Linked DNA regions of Rattus norvegicus: region 2 is linked to region 1. The links are chromatin contacts, called in public HiChIP or PLAC-seq maps. All regions are on one chromosome and are shown on one strand. Each heading gives the region's core, a stretch centred on a gene start, on an enhancer-like site or on the middle of the called end of the contact. The rest is flanking DNA. Distances are from core to core; before and after follow the strand shown. Region 1 overlaps Fyn (FYN proto-oncogene, Src family tyrosine kinase). Region 2 holds the start of Rev3l (REV3 like, DNA directed polymerase zeta catalytic subunit).

Evidence for each region. HiChIP or PLAC-seq counts read pairs in DNA pulled down with a chosen protein or histone mark.
Region 2: an H3K27ac HiChIP or PLAC-seq map of oligodendrocytes shows a contact between it and region 1, with 9 times the contacts expected there. The contact joins the promoter of Rev3l here to the enhancer-like site in region 1. A contact is called at or near these places in 6 of 12 Hi-C or Micro-C datasets (the A7r5 cell line, frontal cortex, hepatocytes and 3 more) and 1 of 1 datasets of contacts at active chromatin or transcription factors (oligodendrocytes).

Annotation. Positions count from the first base shown.
Region 1 is chr20:44,500,413-44,504,087 of GRCr8, reverse strand. It overlaps Fyn (FYN proto-oncogene, Src family tyrosine kinase), which reads right to left. Exons shown (of 14, transcript NM_012755.2): 13 at 2,069-2,200. Among named protein-coding and RNA genes, the nearest start is that of Traf3ip2, 64 kb to the left of the region's middle. Within about 2 kb of position 1,912, at least 34 of the 93 cell types and tissues checked have an H3K27ac peak or open chromatin away from gene starts, as enhancers often do.
Region 2 is chr20:44,684,894-44,688,568 of GRCr8, reverse strand. It overlaps Rev3l (REV3 like, DNA directed polymerase zeta catalytic subunit), which reads right to left and starts at 1,629. Exons shown (of 32, transcript NM_001083966.1): 1 at 1,174-1,629. The coding sequence starts at 1,312. LOC134483824 (a long non-coding RNA gene) reads left to right here and starts at 2,107. Exons shown (of 2, transcript XR_010060889.1): 1 at 2,107-3,675.

The DNA of each region.
Region 1 (3,675 bases), core at 663-3,162:
GCCCCTGCAGACAGCTGCAGTCACGGAAGCCTACAAAGACAGATCAACACTGGCTTACAGGCATAAATACCCACCTATGCTGGGCTCAGTTCTCCCTCTGCTCTTCATGGGTCTGTCAATGAAGGGCCTATCTTTTGTCCCTGCTTCTGCCACATAATGAGAACTAGGGTTGAGGAGCACACAGAGTATGCACATCTAAGTAATCCACGCTCCATGAACATGGCACAAACACTCTACCAACAGTAAGGCTCTGCAAGCTCAGGGCTATCAACCGCTGGCCCTTCCCCTCTGGCGTGAACAGTACCTGCTCTGGGACCGCAGCTCACCAGTGCCACCAGAGAGCTGAGTGGCTCATTTGTGCTGTTTCCCAAGGGAACACATGCTAGGCCAGGTCACACAGAATGAGGCCGCATGAATGAATCCGTTCCAGCTTGTACACCTAGGCGGTTTTCTTTGTGCTAAAACCCAACCTGACAAAACCCTGGTCTCCAAATTCTTCCTCTTCCGAGCCCCCACCTCCACCTCTTTGTCTTGGCCTCCCTGTGTGTGACCCAGGAACAAAAAGCGGCTTGTGTTACTGGAAGAGGAGGCTTCACGGAAATGCAAAAAACAACATTAACCTTTTCCCGTGATTGCTTTTAACACACCGGGTGTCTATAAACCTGGGGAGATCAGGAAGAAATTAGTTCAAAATGTAGACAATAATAATTTTTTTTTAAAAAGGGCCTTCTCATCTTTAAAACCTGGAGATGGTATATTTTCATCCTTGAGAAGCAATTCAAAAGCACCCATGCTGGGCCCCACCCCCTCCTGGGCAGCCCTTTCTTCTCTGCCGGTTGACTGTTCCCAGAGTGTCTGCCCACTTGTGCATGCTGGAAGAAGCAGCAGCAGCAGCAGCAGCAGCAGCAGCAGCAGCAGCAGCAGCAGCAGCAGCAGCAGCAAAACAGCAGCGGCGGCAGCAGCAATAATACAGACTCACACACCCACACCTCCCAATGCTGGGGCTGGGGCTTCAGAGACGGGCACTTTGTTAATTCTGCCTCGGTGCCAAGCTTCCTCCCTTAGAGGTCTTGAGGCTGTGCTAGCCTAGACAGAGAGGCTCTTTATGACGATGACCAGAAACAATCAGACAGAATGAACAAAGGGATTACAAATTAATCGGCTCTCGCTGGCTCCTCCGACTGCAGAGATATGATTACAAGCCCCGGATTTGCAAGAGACCTACATTCCTCATTAATCTCCACCATCGGCTCGCCACCGTGGGCTTTCCCTTTTCTTCCTTTTTAAAAGCCCCTTTCTAAAAGGCAGGGAACGGAGGGTGCGCCAGCTATGCTCTTTCTTTGCTCAGCAGTAACTGAAAAATATGTCCTTAACATTTCACAAAGCAGATCGTCCCTGCACTGAAACCAGTAAAGTGTGGAGGAGAAATGGCGCGTGTCCTTTCTGTCTCCGTCTGGCTAAGTTAATGAATTTAAGCATGGATAACTTTAACCCACATCTTCTTCAGAGAAAGAGCATCTGATAGCCCAGAACAACTGCAGGCTCCCAGAGGCCCCCGCTCCTTCACAATTCACCCCCCACCCTCCTTGTATATTTTGGCCATTCAACAACAGAGAACGGGTTGGTCAGTCTAAAGCGTCTTTCCTGTGCCTCTGCTCCAGGGCCACTTGGACCTGGAGCCTCCGAGAGCAGACTCTGGCCTCTTCAATCCAGGTTTGCTGTGTGGGTCAGTGCTACAGCGTGCTCGAGAAGCAACAGAAGCGTCTCTCCTTCTCAGACATCTGCAAGCCCTATTTGGGCACAGGCCCTGCCAATGGAGTCATGACACATGCACCTACTGAGACAGGACATACTCCATGACCTCAGGGGACTGGAACTGGATACCAGCTGTTTAGCACATCAAGGTTGGTGAACAGGTCACGGCAATTCTAAGTTCTGCATTCCCCTGGCTAAACACCTCGGCAGAAGGCTGAGCACAGGGCTTAGGAGGGCAGCTGGACAGGACTCCTGTAAGGCGAGGCTAAAGCCGAGCCCAGAGGACGCCCATTTCTCAGGTCTGTGTGCTTACCTGGGTACGGCACTCTGCCTTTGGTGACCAGCTCTGTGAGTAAGATTCCAAAGGACCACACGTCAGACTTGATTGTGAACCTTCCATACAGGGCCGCTTCGGGGGCTGTCCACTTAATGGGAAACTTTGCACCTGCGGAACGGAACGGAGACCTGGTTACTCGTGAGTGCCTGTGCTGGGTGGAGAGGGAAGGCAAAGTATTGGAAAGTCATCTGCAGGGGACAGGGTAGGAGACGAGGACAGGAAGAAGATAGGGAAGGAATAGCGGGTACACCTTGGGCCTGGCTCAGTGACTTCAAGAAAATCACTTTAAATCTCCCTTCAATGAGTTGGTCTTTGAAAGCCTTAATATTAATGTCAGTAAAGGGAAGAGCTTGTCAGTAAACGGAAGAGCTTGTTTCATGAACACAACTCCTCGGATCACAATGTGTGACTCAGGAAATTCGCGCTTTGATTTGGTAAGAATGGCCCCCGGGGGTTTGTGCATTTGAATTCTTAGTCAACAGGGACAGGGAGTGGCACTTCTTAGAACTATTAGAGGAGGGTGGCTTTCTTGGGGTAGGTGTGGCCTTATTGATGGAGTGTGCCACTGGGTTTTGAGCTTTTAGGAGCCCGAGGCAGGCTAGTTAGTGGCTCTCTTCCTGCTGCCTGGATGTGGAGCTCTCAGCCACCTCTCCAGCACCGTATCTGACTGCACGCTCCCACCGTTCCCACCATGATGACGAGGGACTGAGCCTTTGAACTGTAAGCCGGCCCTGACTAAATGCTTTCCTTTCTGAGAGTTGCCTTGGCCATGGTATCTTTCACAGCCACAGAACAGTGCCTAAGACAGTAAGTATGTACATATGAATACGCCCATGTATCTCTCAGACAATGCTCTATTTTAATAACTACACGCGGGATTAGATCATCATGCTGTTCTCTCGTGTCCTCTGGTATATAAAGTCATAGATTGGTCTTATGAGGTGCCACAAATCCACAGAAGTCCCAGCTTCCCTTAGGGTGGAGCGAATGGATGTAGCCTGCCCATTACACTGGGATGTTTCTTACACACACCGTGGGGAAATGATCCTGGCTGTGGCTGATTTTTCCCTTCCTTCCACCCGTTCTCTCCACGGCGGCCATCTTTATTCCTGGGATGTTTTATTTCATACAGTGTACTGTATGACCACTTTCCTCCTTCCTTTCTCCTACCAGCCAGAGGGTTCAACAGAATAAGTTTTAGACAGGGCATGCCTTGATGATAGCTTATGAGTCTGATGGCTAAGCATTCAAATACATGAGCCTATGGGGCCATTCTTATTCAAATGAACACACACACACACACACACACACGTGTTAAACTCCCTCAAAGGCAGTAGGACTGCATCTTTCAAGTGTCTTTGATCATTAGGAGAATCCTCTTTTTTCCACATCTAAAGGAAAGGCACGGCCCGCCCTGCTCATCCAGTTAGGAGGATGTGGACAGACCCACATTCTAGTAGCCTGCATTTTCGTATCAGGGTCAGCAACCATAAAGCAGTTCTGGGCATTTCTTGAATAGACCAAAGGGGAAAAAACACACACAAGGATTTTCTATTGGTTAGGCACACAATAACATGCTTAAG
Region 2 (3,675 bases), core at 380-2,879, 180 kb before region 1:
CTTAGAACGAGTGCCTGTATTTTGGGAAGTGGCATTATCTTGGTAGTCCACAGAAGCTGACTGTAGTAATAAAGATGAATGGCGACGAAGGCAGAGAGCATCAAGTGGGAAACGCTATCTAAAACCCCATAGGGCTATACCGTGGTAAGAACACTGTCCTCCGGAATACGGCTTTATCATTTCATGTTAACGGTTTAAAGCATGTAAAAAGAAGCAAAACTGGAAAATAAAAACACAAAAGCCTTGTCTATTTGGCCTCTATCCTATTTAGATTATAAATCCCAAAGAGCGTTCCAGAACATAGCTTGTCATTCCCCCCCCCCCGCAACCATTTCTTCAAAATGGCTTTTTTTTTTTTAAATCTATTTTTAAAATGCAACCCTGCAACCCAGCCTGGAGGCTTTCTAAAATGTCTATGCTGCTGAGCTTGGCTGTGTTTCCTAACGAATCCGCCCCCCACATTAGGTGTTACATTTTATGTTGGGCGATACAAACACGTAGTTCCTATCTCCACGGATGCACATTTCCTGAAAGCATTGCACCTGAGGATGCCGCTCTGTCCCTGCCGAGACATTAAACTCTAAGCAGTCACGACCTGCACTCACAGAAGAGCCACATGGTCACTTCAATGAGAAAGATTATCTGGCCCCGGGCGCCACTTTCTACAGCCACAGCATCTCCGGCAGGGGCAGAGGAGAGCGAGGGTGAACAGAGGCGACGGAGAGGACTGACAACACGCCTGACACTTCCCCTCTGCCCTCAAAGCCATTTCTAGAACGGGGCACTAGGGACACACAGCGAGTGACCGAGGTCCTCACCGGCGACCGACCTCTAAGGACCCGCGAACTCGTCCTTGGGGACCAGGCGCAGCCACCCGACCCACGGAGAGATGGACTCCAGCCCTCCCGCCCGCCCGCCCGCCGCTCGCAGAGTAGAGACCGAGCGCCCGCCGCCTCTTTGCCGCGGATGGGGGCGCAGCGCTCGCGCGAACCCACATTTTTTTTGCGCCTCCTGTCACGCGCGGGAGAGAAGGCGAGCAAAGCCGAGAGGAGGGAAGACTCCGCAGCGACCCCGGAGAGGGCCGGCGGCGTGCGCGCGAGTGCGCGGCGGGGAGGGCAGCCCAGACGACCCCGGCGCTCGCGCTCCCGCCCGCTCCCGCCCGCTCCCGCTTACCTGCCGGGGTCGCCCCGAAGACTCGTACCACCGGCACCTTCTTGACAGGGTGCTGGGTGAGGGGGGATTGGCAGATATCCAGCCCCGGCAGCGGGCTGGCCATGTAGTAGTCGGCAGTCACTATCCTCACAGAAAACATGTTCGCCGCCGCCGCCACCGCCTCCCCTCCACTCAGCGACCTGGCAGCAGCGGCGGCGGCGGGCTCCGCACAGGCGCCTCCTCCCCTTCCTCCTCGGTTCGGCTTCCCCCACCTCCCCGCCCCCCGCCCCTCGCACGGACGCCGAGACGAGCGGCGGCGCGCAGAGGCTGCGGGGACTGTGGGCTGCCGCCGCCTCCTCAGGCGCTCCCGGCAAGAGGCAGCCGGAGAGAAACCCTCGCGCGGTCGTCGGGTCGGGTGGTGCCGCTGCTGCTGCCGCCACGGCCGCCGCCGCCGGGAATCACACGGGCTCCTCGGTCCCAGGCTGCAGCTCTTGTTGCCATGATGATGATGTCACGGACGCAACCACTGGGGGAGGGGAGGAGGGAATGTGTGCGCGCACGCGCGCGCACGCGAGCGGCGACGGTCGGGGGAGGAGGCGAGCGGGCGGGCGGGTGCGCGCCCAGGGGTTTGGAGTCGGGGGCAACGGATTGGGGATGGGGGCGAGGTGTTCTTCCCCAGCCCGGAGGCGCGGCTAGGGAAGAGGCTGGCGGGAAGCCGGGCCGCGCGGCGCGCGCCGAGGAATCGATGATTCGGCCGGTGGGCAGGGTCACTGCGGCGGGGCCGGGGGAGCGCCGATAGCATGGATAGGCTCAGAGGGGCGCAGGGGTTTGGCGGCTCTTGGAGTTCGCCTCGCCGACCGCCATTTCACATCTTATGGAAGAGGCGGGGGCTGCCGCGGAGAGGATAGTTTTTGTTTTGTTTTCACAAGGTAAGGGAAGCCGCCCGCGGGAGAAGGGAGGCGCGGCGTAGATCTCCTGCGGCCCGGGCCTCGCGGGAGGGTGGGAAGGAGGGAGGGAGGGAGGGCGGGCCGGGCGGGGCGCTGGACGTGCCCGGCCCTTCTCAGGTAACAGGGCGGCAGAGCTGGAGTCGGAGCCAGCGCGAGGGGCGGGGGCGTGCGGGCCTCGGCCTATAAAAGGCCGCCCTGGCGCTCGCTCCCTCCTCCGCCCTCCCCTCCCTCTCCCCCCACCCCGGGCGAGCCTCGCGCCCCGCCTCGCCCTCCTCCTCTTCTGCGGTGCTGCAGTGTCTGCGCCCGGCCACTTAATGAAATTTATTCACGCGCGGCCCTGCCCAGCCTTCCTTCCTTGCTCAGGCTGGGCAGATACACACAGCACGGGATTTCCCACCGTGGTGTTTTTCTCCCTCCCCGCTCTGCCTGCTCCTCTCGCGCTAGGACAACCACCATGGGTTTCCCCCCCAGCCCCCGGCCGCGCAGGCTGCACACACACACCCCACTCGGCACGAGCGAGTACACCGAAAGACTAGTCACCTCCCAACCTCCACTCCTCTCGCGGCAGCCCTCGGAGCCTTTCAGAAAAAATGTTGGCAAAAGGGAAAGTCGGCGTGTTTTCATTCACTCGTAGTGCAAGATTTTACTACGGGTTGACACAGAAGAAAAAGTGGGTGGGGTAGGGCATAAAATAAAATAAAATAAAAACCAACTTTATTTGGAGCCTGAACGGACATGGTACTGGTGCAGTAAGGGATTGAGGGGTGCAGGGCGGGGAGGGGGGGGAGAACAGATGCTGCTGGTTTGGACGTCAAATTAGAACCTTTGGGTTTTGTTTGGCTTGGTCACTAATGTTGGGCGTGACCTCGGACTAATAATTTGGTTTCTTTAGGTTTTCTCACGTGTAAAACGAGGGCCCCCTCTTAAAAACTAATCTTTGTGGGTTGTCGTTCCCCCTCCCCTCCGCCCCAACCAAAAAGATTAAAGTAACAGGAAGCAAAGACTACGGTTTCAGCTTTGAAATTTGCCTGTGGAACTAGGACACTTGACAGTCATTATCCATCCAAAGTAGAGCTCATTCTGTCCCACTTACAAAATTATACAGGTGCATTTTACTGCTTGTTATATTGCCCTGTATTTGGAGTGGGGTGAGAGCTTCTGCTCGCAGTCATTGTGGGTTTTCACATAAAATCAAAAGGCTTGAAGGGACACTTCGCAGAAAGCAGCATTCTATAACATAAATGTTAATATGAATTTATGCTTAGAGTGATTTGAGACTGATCAATACAGTAAATTAGCCTCAAGGGCATCATAATAAGTGGCAAGACTAGAGTGTAACCTACTAACAGCCATAGTACAGGGAAATTTTAAAAATTGATTTTAAGTATTAGAAGACTATAAAAGTGATTTTAAAATATGACTCCCCCACACAAGCCTTGGGTTCGTCTGCAGTGTATGGTTTTTGGTACAATGTCAGATGGACAACATCAGTGATTTCTATAATGTCCTGTAGAACTTAGGATATTTTTGATAATTTTAATATTTTGTCACAACTAAATCACATATTAGGGTGACG